Regions from separate parts of the Mus musculus genome. Here region 2 is linked to region 1. A link is a contact called in public promoter capture Hi-C data. All regions are on one chromosome and are shown on one strand. The core of a region is the stretch at or near the end of the contact, and the rest is flanking DNA. Distances in the headings are between cores, read along the strand shown. Region 1 holds the start of Sla (src-like adaptor). Region 2 has its middle 190 kb from the start of Zfat.

The links. Promoter capture Hi-C pulls out the DNA fragments that hold promoters and counts their contacts.
Region 2: a promoter capture Hi-C map of hippocampal neurons shows a contact between it and region 1, with 2.6 times the contacts expected there. A contact is called at or near these places in 4 of 39 promoter capture datasets (the 3T3-L1 cell line, hippocampal neurons and liver) and 1 of 9 other capture datasets (embryonic tail).

The regions. Positions count from the first base shown.
Region 1 is chr15:66,830,128-66,833,244 of GRCm38.p6, forward strand. Sla (src-like adaptor) reads right to left here and starts at 1,702. Exons shown (of 9, transcript NM_009192.3): 1 at 1,443-1,702. The region is part of intron 43 of Tg (thyroglobulin); the gene reads left to right.
Region 2 is chr15:68,069,677-68,072,982 of GRCm38.p6, forward strand. No RefSeq gene overlaps it. Among named protein-coding and RNA genes, the nearest start is that of Zfat, 190 kb to the right of the region's middle.

The DNA of each region.
Region 1 (3,117 bases), core at 452-2,951:
TATCCATTCAGACTTTCCCCCACTTCAGCCCAGACTGCTTCCAGAGCCAACAGACTGCTGAGCATCTTCCCTTAGATGCCTGTAGCTCTCATTCTTAGTTCATAGGGAACTGCTGCGGCCACCTGTGTCCACACTCAAACTCACATACCCACCACAATCCTCCCAGTGCATGCATATTCTCAGGCTTAGCAATGGTGGCATCAGGATTCACCTCACTTTCTCTCGATCTACAAGTCTTCTATTAGCCAGTACTCTCTCCAGGAGTCAAAGCTGTATCCTGACAGTGACCCCCAGAGAGCTGTTTAATGCAATCTGAATTTACTCCCTTCTATTCCCTCCCTGGTCACCTTGAATGGGCATACCAATTCCATGTATTTGGTGTTCCTTAGCTAGGCTTAAGGGTGTAACATGTTCTGTTTCCTCTCCTAGAACATGTGCTGTTCTCTCTCCTTAAGCTTCACAGGTCTTATTTTATTTGGGGTTATTTCTGAGACCCTAAACCCAGGGAATCACCATGTCTAGCTGAGCAGGACACACAGCAGCACGAGTATATAATAGCACCTACTTGCTAATGACAGTGGATCAGTCACTTATGGTGTTCCAGGTGTAGGGCTGGCTATGGTGGACATGTCTACCAATTGAATTTCTGCCCTCTAAGAGGTAATGGCCAGATCAAAACAGATAATCAACAAGCCAAGCATACGGGAATGGATATATGCATGCTATGTGGAGAGGCGAGCATCACAGCCTGAAGACAAGAGGTAGGATGGGGATCAGTACCCGCAGTGGCACTGCAGCTGGGTGACAAGTGAGTGGGAATAGAACAGATCTCCTCCCATGGCCTTCTGTTAGAAAACCAGGAAAGCCCTCGGTGTCTTCTGACTGTAGTCCAAAGCCTTTGCATTTCCCAGAACCTGAGACTTAGTTTCTCTATCTGCAAATCGGGAGAACTTTCAGAGATCCTGCTAAATATGCCCAGAGACCATAAACATACTCCACTGTCAAGAAAAGAGTTGGACCTGAATAAATGATAGATATTTTTATACTTAACTCATTAGTAATATAGTTAATGGCCCTGGTACCAAGAAGAAATACAATGAACTTATAGCCACTGAATCATCTGACCTCAGGACAGTTTTCCAAATCACAGCATAAGTGCACATAGACACTGAAACAGACACACACATTTCTTCCTCATAGCAGCTGTGGAAATGGCAACTGGAGGCCAGCCCACAAATACACACCATCCAGGGAAGGAATAGGTGCCTCCTAGCCCTTGTTTAGACCTCAGGACCAGCCATCCCCTCAGCAGAGACCATCAAATTACCTTAGATGAAAAAGGGTGGGTAAGAAGGACTTCATCAAATCCTGGAGACTCTCACCCCTGCCACCCAGGCCACCATGGTCCACCCAAAGAGTCCTCATGACACCCAGAGACATACCTGCAGAGCATGGGGGTCACATGGATTCCTGGGAAGGTAGAAAGCCTCCGCTTGCTTAGAATGATCTTATTTCGGAAGTCGAAGCATTCTATTGAAATTCTTCACTGGTCTCTGAGATGAGGAGTTAGCCCCCTCCCTTCTCCTGACTGCTGAAGTTGACAGTCTGTCTGCATTAACCAGGACTAAATTTGCATTATCAAAAGCAGTTTTGTTCCAAGATTCACAGTTCTGCTTCCACTCCAAGCATCTCTGAATAAGACAAGAAAATCCCAAAGCTTAGTGTAGCTTTCTTGTGCCCTGGGCTTGGCTAGGAGTTGGCCTCATTCAAGAACAGGTGCATTGGGGGCCTGGGGGGGGGGTGTCTGAGAGTTGGAAAGCTGCACCTGGCAGCCAAGTCGCTGGCATGAGCCCTGGTGCAGCAGCATCAAATCCTTGCTAGCTGCTCACAGTAAGAGGCGGATGCAGGAATCCTTAGTGTGTGTGTGTGTGTGTGTGTGTGTGTGTGTGTGACAGAGAGATGAAGAGATGGAGAGAGAGAGAGAGAGAGAGAGAGAGAGAGAGAGAGAGAGAGAGAGAGAGAGAGAGAGAGATTTCTTAGAAAGGGGTGCCACTACCCCAAATTCTCATGCTGATCCCTGGTTTTGACCATGTGATCAAGACAAGTTGCTTAGCCAGTCAGAGCTGAGGATACCATAGCTTCTAGATAGCACAGTGAGCCCTGTCTACCTTCCACACATCTAAGAATGGAGACTGCTCCCACCAGGGAGGGACTCTGTGGGGCTCCAGCTCTAGGATGCCCTACCTAACATTCTGTGACCCTCCCCATCCTCACTGAGACCCAGAGCCTCAGAGCCCAACATCCCATGTTTCCTCATCTAGTGCTTCAGAGGCTCTCCCTAGAGCTAAGACAGGTGGACTCACTACCCTCAACATATTAAGAAAGTATTTTTTGAGTGATGACACAGAGTGCCAGTCAGGCTAGAATCACTAGTATATTGTCATCACAGCATCACAATCATATTTTCTCTTGCAATTTTTAAAAGAAAACAATAGCAGAATATTTTGTTACACACTTGACTCTAATTCTGCCTCATGTGATAGAAGGTTGGCCATGGTCTTGTATCTCTGTAGTAATTAATGAATAGTGGTTCATGTGTGACTCATGTATGCACCCTCAGGGGTTTATTAACTACCCCATTGCTGAGGTCTTTTTGGCTTTGGGAGAAAGTTCTGAGGACCCAGATAGAGCTCACTCGGATAGCAATGATGCGTAAGCAAATGCACTAAGCACTGCGGGTCTTGAGAAGCAAGCTAAGGAAAGCAGAGCCAGAGGGCTAAAAAGGAAGCAGGAGAAAGTGAGACATACCTTAGGAGTGGACAATGACAGCCTAGCAGAGGGATCTTTTGGGTTGAGACCTGCATGGGAAGAAGAGACAACCATAGAGTATGGACATCTAAGAATAAGGAGGAGATATAGAGGCCAGAATAGGAATGGAATGTCTGGCAGATGAGGAAGAATATGTCCTGGGAACCTGGAGAGTAGTAGAGGGTGCAGAGGAAGAAGGAGGGGGAGGAGGAGGAGGAGAGACAGAAACAGAGAGAGAGAGACAGAGAGAGAGAGACAGAGAGAGAGAGAGGCGCTGGCTGGGAGATTCCTGTGTATATCAATGCAGTG
Region 2 (3,306 bases), core at 420-2,919, 1.2 Mb after region 1:
CTCCAGACCACGTGGTTCTGCTCCATTTTTCTTCTACCTCCTCTTCCTCCATCTCTTCTGTCTCCTCATCTCCCCTTCTCCATTCCTCTCTTGCCTCTCTTAAACCTCCAGCCTTACCTTTCCCTTCCACTGCCCAACCACAGGCTCTAGCCTTTATTGGACCAGTTTAAATGGGGAGAAGGTTCACATAAAATCACCCGAGTATGTGGTCCCCTCCTTATGGGGCAGTCCCTCTTAAGGAAGTAGAATTAGCATAAAATACAAATTGCACCAGGGCAATCCACAACAGTTACCTCTCCAAGAGGAGCTCAGTGCCTTGAACCATATCACTAACCTCATCAAACTAGGACAGGTATCTGCTATCAGCACTCTACACAGGTCCCCACCTGCCTCGCCATCACTGGTCATAAAGACACACACTGGAGGCTGCTGAGAAAGGAGTGCAGAAGGAGAGAAGTCTGAATATCACAGGTGCTACATTGAAGGGGCAGAATAAACTGTAAAGAGATAAATCTGAGCCACAAGAAGCAGGATAATCTGTTAACTGACAACCTCAGAACCCCAAAGCCATTCACACAAGTATGGTATGGGGTAGAGAGCTTAGAAGTCATCATGGGCACACTCCCTAATATATCTAATTCTAGTTTCATTTGTCTGCCTCTGATGATATCTCAGTAGCTAAGTGCTCTCCTGGATTCCACTAAAAAAGCCACGAAGTAAGAATTAGGGCTAAGCTCCCGCAGAGTCTAAGACTTGGTTCCCTCTGGGTACAGAGTCTCTGCAGCTGAGAAAGGAGCACCCCTGTTAGGAAGGTAAGCTCTATTAGGTGGGGAGCCATTTGATCCAGCAAAGTTTTATCAATAAAGGTGGGGTTCTGAAAAGAAGAGATAAAGAAAATGGAGCTGTAAGTGGAGAGAACCTGGAGGTCAGAGAAGCTAAACCGCCTGGGAACTGGAGCATCAGGAAGGTATCAATGTACTGAAGACAAAGAAAGAAAGGCAGGTATGTATGAGACCCAACCTTAAATGGGAACTTCAGTTTCTGATTATCCATCCACAAGGATGTCCCTATATACTCATGAGAAGTTACAATAATGTTTATCAGCAGAACAGACTATTCCTTCCATTTTGTGTTGATTTGGCTGGGTGGGGGGTGTTTGAAATAAACAAAAGGCATCCTGTTCTCTCTTTCCCTTCCATTTTACCAACAACACATTATATCAAGAGATCGGAGTTGTGAATATTATTCCTTGCACAGAAAGAGTGAGAGTAAAGGCTATATCACCAGCTCTGGAAAATTTTAATGCCAAGCAGCTTCACGTACCAGGGACCTGCAAGAGTAAGGCACACCAGAGCAAAAGGGCAAAGATTGTCCTTCAGGCATTGAGAATAACTGGACATAAGAGACATAGACCAAAAAAAAAAAATGATGCCACTGGAAAGGAAGCTATCCCATCCCATTGGAGTGCCTCTGGCAGCTAAGAACACAACATGGGCAGTTCATGTTTTATCCCTGGAGATGATTAAGAGGAAATGCGAGTCATCTTGGTGTTCTCCCCATCCTCAGCCGAATGGAGCTTTTATTATCACAGTGCAAAGAAGAGTCAGGAGCTGAATGGTGCTGAACTCCATGGCTGGGCTCCATGTGTGTTTCATAGCCATTCATTAATATTCATGTTGTGACTAAATGACCCCGTTCAGCATCCTCCCACACTCCCTGCTTCCAGCACTTGGTCCCTACTGTGACCCCCTTGGAGGGGTGCCCGCCTGTCCTTCTCTCTGCCTGGAACCAAAAGTGCCTGCCTATCTCATCACACAGCGCCTGACATGCTCATGTCAGACACTGACACCCTACATCAAGCCTTTCCTTCCACCCATCCAAAATCAAATAAGTTACAATGTGGCCATTTATCCTCCCTCCCATTGTCTCCGCAGGCTGGCCCTGCCGCGGGGGAGGAAGGACAGATGGAGTCATCCCCTGGGATACAGAGAGATTACCTCCTGCACTGCACACAGCAATCTTGTCTTCTCCGTAAGCTAGCTTTCAGCAAAGCCTGTGCACTCTGAAGTGCAGTGTGTGGTGAGGACAATGGATGCATATTATTCCATTTTTCCAATCCCCATTCTGAGGACTATTTGTCCCAGTAAACTCTGGGCAGACTTCCCATCCTTTGGCTGAAAAGAGGTACACGACATATACCCTGCCGCTGTTGTGTTCTTCTCAAATTGAAACGGGCACTCTGGAATGGTGGTGGTTATGTGGTCCCCATGGGGAAGACTGCAGAGACCTGGTCTGTGGCTCCAGTGTCCAGTGATGCAGCCAAAGGGCAGCCTCTCTTTCTCTGTGATCATTCCATGGCAGGACTTAAAACTCAGAGTAGCACACAACTTATAAAGCTCAGGCTATGGGGTAGAAAGACAGGTGAGCTATTGATGAAGTCTTGAGGAGTCAGGGAATACAGTGGACATCACATATCAGACCAGGTCTCATACATTACGTTAGTGCCTTCATCTCTTCTCCATGTACCTAACAGATACATGTGAAACAGTATTCTAGGTGCTGTGCTGCTATGCAGCTGAGTAGTGAGCAAAGCAGAACCTTCTTGGTCCACACATTCTGGTCAGGGGCCAGTCATGCTATAGAGAGACAGGTGAAAAATAAAGGCAGAGATGAAGGCTGATGGAGATAGAGTCAGAGGTGGGTGGGCAGCATTGCCGTTTTGCTACAGGATAATCAGGGATAGCTGTGGTCAAAGAGCATCCCTAGGAACAAGACAACTTCAGGATTCTGTGCTCCTCAGGAAGGGGGAGCCATGGGACAATGGTGAGTAGAGAAGCCATCTGACCTAGTTGGGCTTTCACGGGCCCCATTGTCCGCACAAAGGACAAGGCAAAAACAGGAAAGCCTGCCAGCTAAGGAAATAGCAAGGGAATGTTGGCCTTGGGCCTGGCTGGCAGCTGTGAAGATGTACTGCAGGGTTGGGGAAGGGCTGGAGTGCTGGAGACCACGGACTGTCCCTTGGACAGAGGTACATTCACCTCTTATATTCTGGAAGCCTAGGACCCCAGCTTACCACCTGTGGCTCATTCCCACTGAAGAAGTAAGGAGAATGCTTGGTCCTGTGATGGTGACAAGCTTGGGCATAGATGAGATGCTATTTCACTCTTCCTGAAGAAGAGTGTGAAGAGGAAAGGGATATTAAACCTTTCTGTCCGAGCTTGCTGTGGGCAGCTCTCAGCCAGCCCTGAAGCACGACACTCTACAGGGTCCCACCTTGACTTTGTGAGCAGCACTGACATTTTCTTT